2 separate regions of the Mus musculus genome follow, and region 2 is linked to region 1. Evidence: chromatin contacts called from public HiCAR-type data. All regions are on one chromosome and are shown on one strand. The core of a region is the stretch at or near the end of the contact, and the rest is flanking DNA. Distances in the headings are between cores, read along the strand shown. Region 1 has its middle 58 kb from the start of Gm20471. Region 2 overlaps Gm32333 (a long non-coding RNA gene).

Region 1 (5,910 bases), core at 2,022-4,521:
TACTGATTTGCTCACCAAGGCTTGCTCCACTTGTTTTCTTGTGCATACCAGGACTACCTGCCCAAAGGTGAAACCACGCATAATAGGCTGGGCCTTCACATTTATATCCACGCACAGGAAGCAGAGAGAAGAAGCAGGAAACAGAGTGAGTCTATCATGTCTCAAGACTCACCCAACCCCAGCAATATACTTCTCTAACAAGCTATACTTCCTAGCGGTTCCATGACTTCACCAAAAGCAATCTAGCAGACACCGAGTGCTGAAATTCATGAGCATACAGGGGCCATTTCTCATTCAAACCATACTAGAAATTAAAAATAAATTAAAATCTAATTTGATATAGGTTGAGTTTGGACTTGAAAGTGATCAAATAGAATAAATAAGATTACCTCATTTGTTTGGGTAGAAATATTTATTTTAAAAGCTGGGCGTGGTGGCGCACACCTTTAATCCCAGCACTTGGGAGGCAGAGGCAGGCCGATTTCTGAGTTCGAGGCCAGCCTGGTCTACAGAGTGAGTTCCAGGACAACAAGGGCTACACAGAGAAACCCTGTCTCAAAAAACAAAACAAAACAAAAAAAAGAAATATTTATTTTAAATTAAAATTTCATGCTATTATTTTATGTGTTTGGGCATTTCGCCTGAATGCTGTATGTATGTATGTATGTATGTATGTATGTATGTATGTATGTGTCATGTGTGTACCTGGTGCCTTCAGAGGTCAGAAGAGAGCACTGCATCCCCCAGGACTGGAGTAACAGATGGTTGTGAGTGAGCCACCATGTGGATTCCGGGAATCAAACACATGTCCTCGGGAAGAGCAAGAAATGCTCTTAATGGCTGAGCCAATTCTCCTGCCCAGAGATAACATTACACTTACTCACTAATTCTCATTGTTCTCTTGATTCTCCAGTATAATTTGTGCATCATGTTAGATCATACAGGTTGAATCATCCCAGATATTCTGGTTGTTTACACGATGACATTCTCCTACTTAAGTAACCTCTAAAATCAGACACAATGCTTTGTCCTTCAAACCTCTATATCCTCCTTAACTGCCATTCAAACCATCCTCAGAGATTTCCGATGAGAGTACAAACATTGTGTTCTTGTGAGCTCCAGTTCCTGTCCCAGCCTGGGATGCTGTCTCACAATAAGGTTCAAAATAAAATTAAGCCTACCAGGAGCACTGCTTCATGGTACATACAACCTATTTTATAAAACACTTGCCAAACTCTGTTTTGATTCCTGTGCTGTGTTCACAGGGTACATGGGTGCCACTTACTCTTCTTAGTGTAGGACAGAATGCCTGGGAGAAGTAACCTTCGGGAGGATTTACTGTGGCTCCCAGTTTGAGGATCCAGTGCATAATGGGATTGAAGGCATGGCAGCAGGAACGGGAGGAACCTGGTCACATTGCATCCACAATCAAGAAGCAGACAGAATTGGATGCTGGTGCCCAGCTTGCTTTATCTTTATGCAGTTTGAAACCCCAGCCTCTGGGATGGAGCTGCTCACATGTAGAGTATGTCTTCCCACCTCAGTCCATTCTAGAAACTCTGTCATAGACATGCCCAAAAGATTCTCTCCTAGATTATTCAAGACCCCATCAAGTTGAAAATTCACATTAACTGCCATCATTTATGCATACAAATAGAAATTGAAGTTTGGAAAAGGACTGAGGGACCTTGAGGAGATAGAAACCCCATAGGAAGACAGACAGAGTCAACTAACCTGGACCCTTGGGGGCTCCCAGAGACTGAACCACCAACCAAAAGGTATACATGGCTTGGACCCAGCCCCCACCACATATGTAGCAGTTGTTCAGCTCAGCCTTCAAGTTGGTCCCCTAACAACTGGAGTGGGGGCTGTTTTTGAATCTGTGGCTTGCCTGTGGATCCTGTTCCCCTAACTTTGCTGCCCTGTTTGGCTGCAGTGGGAGAGGATGTGTTTGGTCCTGCAGTGACTTGATGTGGCAGGGTGGGTTGGTACCCAGCGAGGCTGCCTCCCACTTCTTCTCTGAGAAGGGATAGGGATGGGAGAGGTGCTGTGTAACAGGGAGATGGGAGGACAGGAGCAGCTTCCATCCAGATGTAATGTGAATAAATAAATACATTAGTGGAGACAAATATAAATTGAACATTTATTAAAATTATTACTTTATATCTATGCCTCCAGAGTTTAAACTCCTTCAGGCTAGGGATTATATTCTGGTAGAAATCAACAGTGACTCATATCCTCATAAAATGTGTTATGTTTTGTCAGTGGTCAACAAATCTTTGTTGACTTAGTCCATGGATGCAAGGACTTAAGGGTTCCTATGTAGACGAAAGCATGCTGAGTGCTTTACTGAATATTTTTAAAGGTAAATACGTGCTAATTAAAATTGTAGTAATTTAAGTTTTCCCATTCGGAGAGCTTCCCTGTTGAAATGAAACTGTGTATAGAGTAAGAACAAATGGAATTTGTCATGAACCAAGTAAAGACGGGTATGGAGTAATGGAAAGAGAAGCAGATGATGAGCAGCAACTCAGACCCAGGGCCGGCTTGTTTGCTGGCTTAATGACTTATGCCACCTCAAACGTCCCTGAACATCTATGTGAAATGAAGCATTGAGATGACATGATCTAAGGTCCCTTCCAAGGCTAACACCTCATGATTCTAAAATGCTATGAAATCATCACATGGCTGTCAGACTCAGGATCAAGTTGCCAAGGAGAGCCACTTGTGAATTTCTGACTTGGTAATAACAAAGAGAGGGGGGGGGAGAGAGAGAGAGAGAGAGAGAGAGAGAGAGAGAGAGAGAGAAAGAGAGAAGCAAATTGTAATTCTTTTTTTTTCCCTTTCCGAGGCAAGATGACTGGGTCTGCAAATCATGTTCTACTCTTAGCTCAGTCTCAGGCGAGTTTTATGCTCAGATCCACATTAGAGGACGAGGGCAGAGAAGACTCTGGACAATGCCCAGAGGCTTCAGACTTGGTGGAAAATATGTATCCAACTCTGTTTTAGGAGTCCATGTAAGTGTACATCTTCTTAATGCTAAATGGAAAATGTGACATAGTTCAGGTTGGGCTCCAACCAATGTACAGAGAATCACTTCTGAAACCATGAAAAAGAGAGGAAAAAAAAAATGACCCTGCATCACTTCAACCAAATTGGAATTGATATTTGTTGCAGAGCCTGGAGACTCACTTCTTGGCAGAAGTAGATTTTCCCAGTTGGTTACAAGTCTAATGATATAAAACAACAGCTGGCGTTGTAATGCCTAATAGATTGCATCTGCCCTGATATTTGAGAATGACCATGACAGCATTCCCAGTAGGGAGCTCACCCAGCCACAGATGATGTTCCATTCCTAAAAAAAAAAAAAAAAAGCCATCATGAACTGTCTTTTTCATCTCCAGAATTGTGCCCAGGTTGGAGAATGAGAGATTCGCAGAGAAGACACAGGAGAAACAAGGGCAAGCTTTAAATTCTTTAAAGCCAAAATTAAATGTCTTACAATTCTACTTATTGGTCCGTGACTGATTGTGGTTTTTCCATTTCTGTAAAACGGGTGATGTGGCATAATGGAAAAACCATGGTGTTTGGCAGCAGGTGGCTCTAGGCTTTACTAGTAGCACCTCGATTCACTGGCTAAGTGTTTTTACGGAAGTCACTTAATAGTTCCCCATCTGTTTATTCCTTGGTAAAATAGAACCAATTACTGTGATTGCAGTGGCTATAACACACAAACTCTCTCTCTCTCTCTCTCTCTCTCTCTCTCTCTCTCTCTCTCTCTCTCTCTCTCTCTCTCTCTCTCGTGTGTGTTTGCTTGTGTACATATATGTGTTTTGATACACATGCATGTATCTATGCATGCATGTGGAAGCCAGAAGATAATCTCAGGTATCTTTTTCAATTGATTTCCACCTTAGTTTTTGAGACCAAGAGCCTTGAATTTCCATTTTCCACTGGACCCTGAAAATCACTTAGCCCCGAGATTTAAGAAGTAGTTTCAATTCTATATGAATTCTTGCTCACATTTATAGAAAAGAAACTGTTCACAAATGGCATCACTGGATCTCATGACAAGAATAGATGCAAGCATTTAGGGAATTTAATTCATTGGATACAATTAATGCTAAATTCATTCTGTAGAATATAAATGGACTTGATCCCATGCTCACATGTAAATGCAATAAGGAGTGAGAGTTAAATCAAAGGATAGTAGCAAAACCATTTACAGTTCATACAGATCAAGACTTTCATTCAACTAAAGGGTAGTGAACCATAGTAGTCAAGAATTCTACAACTAGATTGTTGAGGCTAAACTCGTTGCTGCTTACTAACCATGTAGCTCCAAAGGAAGTTACTAAACTTTATCATAAAATGGGTGCCAGTCACCTCACTGGGCCACTGTAAAGACCCAGTAACATTTACCCAGAAAGCTCTCAGCACACTGTTGAGCACAGAATGAGCAAGCAACAACCATGACTGACTATCCTCCCCTCCAGGAAAGACCCAGCAAAGTTCACTTTCACTTGGAAATAATATATGTTACTTTAAGCAACCTTAAAAATATCCTAAAATAATAAAGATAACTTTTGGTTTTGTTGATAATACCTTAGGAGCCTTGGAATCATATCATCTGGGAATATTTTGATTCTACAAAATAATTATTACTAGACAAATTTAAGTAACGAGGGTAAGTAAGAAATATAAGCCATTCATTCCCATTTATGCTTGTGGATTTATTCTGATAGTTGTTCAATAAGTACTTGTTTTATGTCAGGCTTATGATAAATTAGTGAAGACATCTCTCTCAAGTATCTTCTTTTTTTATTTTTTAATTTTTATTAGGTATTTTCTTCATTTACATTTCCTGTGCTATCACAAAAGTCCTCCATACGCTCCCCCCACTCCCCTACCCACCCACTCCCACTTCTTGGCCCTGGCGTTCCCCTGTACTGAGGCATATAAAGTTTGCACGACCAATGAGCCTCTCTTTCCACTGATGGCCGACTAGGCCATCTTCTGATACATATGCAGCTAGAGACACGAGCTCTAGGGGGTACTGGGTAGTTCATATTGTTGTTCCACCTATAGGGTGGCAGACCCCTTTAGCTCCTTGGTTACTTTCTCTCTCTCCTCCATTGGGGGTCCTGTAATCCATCCAATAGCTGATTTTGAGCATCCACTTCTGTGTTTGCTAGGCCCCAGCATAGTCTCACAAGAGACAGTTATATCAGGGTCCTTTCAGCAAAATCTTGCTAATGTATGCACTGGTGTCAGTGTTTGGAAGCTGATTATGGGATGGATCCCCGGATATGGCAGTCTCTAGATGGTCCATCCTTTCGTCTCAGCTCCAAACTTTGTAACTCCTTCCATGGGTGTTTTGTTCCCAATTCTAAGAAGGGGCAAAGTGTCTACACTTTGGTCTTTGTTCTTCTTGAGTTTCATGTGTTTTGCAAATTGTATCTTATATTTTGGGTATTCTAAGTTTCTGGGCTAATATCCACTTATCAGTGAGTACATATCATGTGAGTTCTTTTGTGATTGGGTTACCTCACTCAGGATGATGCCCTCCAGGTCCATCCATTTGCCTAGGAATTTCATAAATTCATTCTTTTTAATAGCTGAGTAGTACTCCATTGTGTAAATGTACCACATTTTCTGTATCCATTCCTCTGTTGAGGGGCATCTGGGTTCTTTCCAGATTCTAGCTATTATAAATAAGACTGCTATGAACATATTGGAACATGTGTCCTTCTTACCGGTTGGGACATCTTCTGGATATATGGCCAGGAGAGGTATTGCTGGATCCCCCAGGAGTACTATGTCCAATTTTCTGAGGAACTGCCAGACTGATTTCCAAAGTGGTTGTACAAGCTTGCAATCCCACCAACAATGGAGGAGTGTTCCTATTTC
Region 2 (5,451 bases), core at 1,944-4,443, 340 kb before region 1:
GAGAAAGGTTGGCTTAGGAGTCAGGAGAGTAGGTTCAGCCTTGACTAGTCTCTCTACCTCCTTGGTCGCTTGTCTTATTGATGGGAAACAGGATGCTGTTAGTTCTTAAATTTTTCCATGGTGAACTGGTATTGCAAAAGTGATTTGTTGATTGGGGATTTGTAGTATGTGGGTGTAACTCCAAGGGCTTGGGGGCTACAGTTCACCTTCTTGATTTTCTCCAGGAAGGCTCATGGTTGAAGATATCCATTCACTACACCACAAAACAGGGCTGAATGTGTAGGGCCTTGACCTCCTTCCTGTAGGCTCATGTTAACAATGAGTCAGTGAAAATATCTGTGGTTGCCTTGTCAGGACATCGTGTTCTATATGGGACAGTGAGTTTTCCATCCATCTTCCATTCCCAGCCTGAACACACAAGCAATCCCTGCACATTTCACATGAGTGTCTTGAAGGAATCCAGGGACATTTTTTCTTTATCCAGACTGAGATTTATTTTGGCAAGAGTTCTAAAGGCTGAAGTCTTGAGAGATTTGAGTTTTGTTAAATTATAGACATAATTTCAGTGAGGTTAAATAGCACAGGCAACAACTGGAGGGCCTTCCTCATCCTTCCTGCCCTTGGGACTCTAGTTCATCTTGCAAGGTCAGACTCTAGGGCTACCTTCTCAATGAAGCTTTCCCAAGTCATTGGATTGAAAGTGCCTTTGAATCTCCCTGAGGAGCTGTGGCCACAGAGCAAGCCAGGCAGATCTTTCTAGTGGGTAAACTTTAACAAGTTCACTAGCTTCTATAGCTGATCTCCTCAAATTGAAATACTGGTAATTCATCATAGACTTGAAATTTGCCAAAAAATTGCATTAAACATTTGCCCCACACAAAAATACGTCAACTAATAGATATATTGATAAACTAAATTTAAACATTCCACAGTGGGCATCAATATGAAAATATTATGGTGAAAGCTATCAATACCTACAATCTCGCCACTTTTTGAAGATTCATTTTTAATTACATGTGTATGGGGACAGGGCGGTAGTGGCAGTGCTTTGTGTATGAATACAGTGCCTATAGAGACCAGAAGAGGATGCTAGATCCCCTGGAGCTAGCCTTGCCAGCAGTTGTGAGCTACTTTACTCATGGTGGATGCTGGGAAGAGAAAAGATTCACTGTAAGAGCATAAAGTGCTCCTAAGCACTGATCTACTCCAGCCCCATCATTAAAATATTAAAGCAATAGTGGTAATAATAGGGGCTTACATTTGCTATGTGTTTATTGCCTTAACAACCATGAAAGATAAGACTGAATGTGAAATGATATGATGATTTATATCTCACTAAGTGATAAAGTTTTGAGAACACATGCATCGTGGCATGCATTGTGGCATACAAGCAGCAGTTGGTAAGTTCAGTATCCACCAGACTTAGAGAAACAGCTTGTTTGTTTAATTCTTACAATACTTTGTACATGTTGCCTCTGTGTGTGTGTGTGTGTGTGTGTGTGTGTGTGTGTGTTCATGTGTATGGTATTCATATGTGTCATAGGCTTGGGGTGTTCAGAGGACAACCTCAGGTATCATTCATCAGATACTTTTCAAGACAGAGTTCAAAAGAGAGAGAGATAGAAGGAGGGAAGGGAGACTATATTGCACTGGCCAACTTCTTTCTGTCTCCACATCTTTGACAACGAGATTACAATATTGCTCTACTGTGCCTGTATTTTTATTATTTCATTATTATTTACATGGGTACTGGGATCAAAATCAAGTCCTTGTGCTTACGAGGCATGTATTTTACCAACCGAGTATCTTCCCAGCTGCTGTGTGTTGCCTTCTGCTGTGATTTATGTTGTAAGATAACCCTGGTGAGATAATGCAGGGTTTGGCTTGTCTGGAGTGAGTCACATCTGGGGCCCTGCCCTTGAGAGCGTTATTTAATCTTTGAGCATTTCCTTCACTGGAAAGTGGAAGTAATAATGTTATTGTGAGGACTCATTGAACTGATAAATGAACATAATCCAAAATAATACTCTGGTGTGTGGTAGCTATGTTGATAATTCACCATGACTTAAAATTTTTATCACTTAGAGTTTGAAGTTTTCTTGTTCCTTTTTGGAGTTCAGTCTGTGGCCTTATCCTAATCTTGTGTGTTGCAAAACTTTTAAAAGTGAATCACAGGGCCACTTGCATTAGTGTTCTGACTGCTTGTCCAAAGGATCATTCCTGGCCAGTTGACCATGAGCTCCGGAAAACACTGGAGTTTTAAGACAATGAGAAGCACCAGATATCTGTTAATGAAATAAATAAACAGAGAGATATCAATCAACATGATGGAAAGAAAATATCAGCAGTAAGTTCAGCTTCAAAGGCCTCTAATCTTACTGGTCAGCAAAAGACTTTCATTGCCCAAATAGCTCTTGTCCAATTGATCCTTTAGTCCATGCCCTCAGACAACAAGACATAACATTTTGGACTTAACACTGTTTAATTAAAACTTCCTATGTTTTAAATCTTTGATTTTTTTGTGTCCTAGTTAAAACTTCAATGCTGAAGTGACTCTCTAGCTAGAGCCAGGTTTTGTCAACCTCTGAAATTCCTGGGAATGTTGGAGCCCAGCTGGGCACATAAGGGTCAGATCTGGCTGTAAGCATCACTTGAGGCCAACCTGAGACAACACTAGTGAAGGCGACTAGGAAACAAATATTGCTACAACTGATTTTTTAAGATGTCAAGAGAATTTAAATTGAGATAAAAATCTCTTTGTTCTTAGCATTCTCAGCATGAGAGGTGGCAGAGATCTTGAATCACAGGGACTATATGAATTGTACACACATATATTTTGCATTTATCCATGCCATTTTGTTTCGTTTTAAGGGCCATTTTAAAAAGTGTCCTTAAATAAAATATTATTTTCCTATAAATATGTCATAACAGCTCATCACAAGAACAGTATCCCTTTAAAAATAAAAGGGAGGGAAGGCACTGTAACGGTGTGGGCAGCACAGTTACAAATTGAATTCGCCTGGAGAGGTTGTTCTCCAGGTCAGAGGAATGTAAGCAACTCATTTCTAGTGAATGAAAAAGAAAGTCAACAGAAAGAGAGAATTCTTCTGCAACATAAAAGGAGAGGTTACAGTGCAAAACCCTGACTCCACCAGCGTCCATGGCATGTCTGGGTGAAGAGTCACACTCCCTGGGTAATTTCCATACCAAACATGCAACATTTTACAAGCCACAGCAAGGCTGGCAAGGGTAAGGCCAACCAACCAAGTGCAGGCCACTTTAAATTCTCCACCAGAAAATAGAGATGAGCACAGCTTCAAACTGAACGCTTTTTAAAAATAGAAAACCGCATATTTTACATTTCTGGTTGAATTAAATAATAAGGGGAGGAGAAACTGTTCACTGTACTGAATAGAATTGACCAGAAGGCAAAACTACAATGGTTTTTTTTGTTTTTGGTTTTTGGTTTTTTTTTTTAAATATCCAGAGCTAAAGTTCTTCCTCGGTCTCAGACTCTGAACTGTGGTGTGATTTTGACATTTTAGGCTTTAATTTCTTTGCTTTTAAATTGCAAAAGAGCTCAGGCCTGTTTTAAACAGTGGCTGTGAGGGTCACATGCTACAGTGACTTGGAAAACCTACTCAGAGCTAGTTATGCTCCAATACTTGCGCCAGCTTGGACACACAGGCTGTCACTTTTACTGGGATAAGTAACCCACGCTTATGACAATGATAATAACAGCAACAATAATAGTGAAAATATGGGAAATTAGGTTCTGTGGCGCTGGCAGAGAACTTAAAGCCAATATGGAAACCGAGGAATGTGTGAGTATTGCCAATTAAGCAGTAGGGAGTGTTTGATATCTGCTTGCTGGATATATCTTAAAGGAGATGGCACTTTGAGGCAAGTCTCATGTCAAGGAGAGGCTTCTGTGCCAGCAATAAATTAGAGTGCCATTACGCATTCAGATGCTAGAGCCAAAGACAACACATTTATCTGACTTCTTGTGTTAGGAATTAGGCTCGCGTGTTAACTCCTTTTTCTCCAAGGACTACAACACACCCAGTATGAAAATTTACATTTACACAGATGATACTGTGACAATAAGGGACCGGATGATGTTATTTTTCATTTACTGTTGGGTAAAGGAGGATCCAAAAAGCTAAACTTCTTTTTTTTTTTTTCTTCACAAATTCATACAACTGAACTGAATGCCCATTCTCTTAAGAGCCTTTCAGCTCTGCCCCTGTAAACCCACCTCCTTCACCTAGGCTTGAATGCACAGTAGCTGAGCTTCCTCCTCATTTCCTTTTCAAGAGTAATAATTCATACATTTAAACCAGACCCATGCTCTATTCTATCTCTGTCTCCCTGGGTGTGGGTTAGGGTGTTTTTCTTTTAGACTTCTAAGCAAATGTGTTGCAGGTGTGAGACGCATGCTGCGCAGTCCACTAGGCAGAGCCTTCAGGAGGCTCTGGGGAGCCACACCTTTGGGATTCTATTACAAGCAGGTGAACCAAGCTGTGATCAAATAGGAGATCTGAGGGAAAGGGGCCTGCGTTCCAGGAAGCAGCCTCAGTACCCAAGCAGGATGCCTCTCTGTGGGTGAAGGAAACTTGACCATCAGATCGATGGCTGTGCAGAGACCAAGCCCAGTCGGCGGGGATATTTTCTATATTAAGAATGCGTATTGGCATTTGAGGTGATGCACAACCAAGATGAAGCATTGAGGTTGAAGAATCATCTCGGTGGATTTTTGATAGAAAGACCATTTGTTTTAAATCACTGGACAAACAGAAAACCAGAGACTATAAGGAAATGATGATCCTCTATCAACAGAATATGTGGAACAGGACATACTAAGAAAAATAAGGTTTCCAGTTAGGGCTTTAGTCAAGTTGATCTTTTAAACATTACAAAACCTCTTGAAAATAGTATGCTAGGGAAGTGGAGAAAAATACAGCAAAGACTTCTATTAGAGAATGTCCATTACTCTGTTACACATAGTAATAAAATAACGGAGGCAAACTTAAGATTCAACAACATGAACATTTAAAATAGTTCAGTACGTAGTAATATAGTGAACTATTAGGCACACATTGAATAACAAATGTTTAAACAATATTAATGTCCTAAAATGTTTACAATATTGTGTTGTAAGAAAAAAAGGACGGGCATAAAATAGGTATATCATATGGATATAAAGCTATACATACAAATTTAATTATGAATAGAGAGAGATCAAAATTTGATATACCATAAAGGAAATTATACCCCATTTTCGGTGATACAGGTATGAGACCTTCCTATAGTCTACTTGCTTACATATTTTTAAATACTGTGCAAAACAATCTGCATCCTTTCAGTTATCTGATGGGATGTTGTTTGTAAAACGATGATGGTGCAACCCCACACAGAAAGATGGCCACCATGGCTGGAAGCCATTTCTCC

What was found. HiCAR-type assays count read pairs that join an accessible place to other places.
Region 2: a contact with region 1 is called in a HiCAR-type map of fibro-adipogenic progenitors, with 4 times the contacts expected there. The contact joins two enhancer-like sites. A contact is called at or near these places in 5 of 484 Hi-C or Micro-C datasets (the C2C12 cell line, muscle stem cells, myocytes and 1 more) and 1 of 115 datasets of contacts at active chromatin or transcription factors (fibro-adipogenic progenitors).

Annotation. Positions count from the first base shown.
Region 1 is chr1:163,219,287-163,225,196 of GRCm38.p6, reverse strand. No RefSeq gene overlaps it. Among named protein-coding and RNA genes, the nearest start is that of Gm20471, 58 kb to the left of the region's middle. Within about 2 kb of position 3,271, at least 9 of the 459 cell types and tissues checked have an H3K27ac peak or open chromatin away from gene starts, as enhancers often do. A contact at or near this core is called in the C2C12 cell line, fibro-adipogenic progenitors and muscle stem cells, where this site is marked.
Region 2 is chr1:163,558,938-163,564,388 of GRCm38.p6, reverse strand. All of the region lies in intron 1 of Gm32333 (a long non-coding RNA gene), which reads left to right. Among named protein-coding and RNA genes, the nearest start is that of Gm39689, 18 kb to the left of the region's middle. Within about 2 kb of position 3,193, at least 61 of the 459 cell types and tissues checked have an H3K27ac peak or open chromatin away from gene starts, as enhancers often do. A contact at or near this core is called in the C2C12 cell line, fibro-adipogenic progenitors and muscle stem cells, where this site is marked.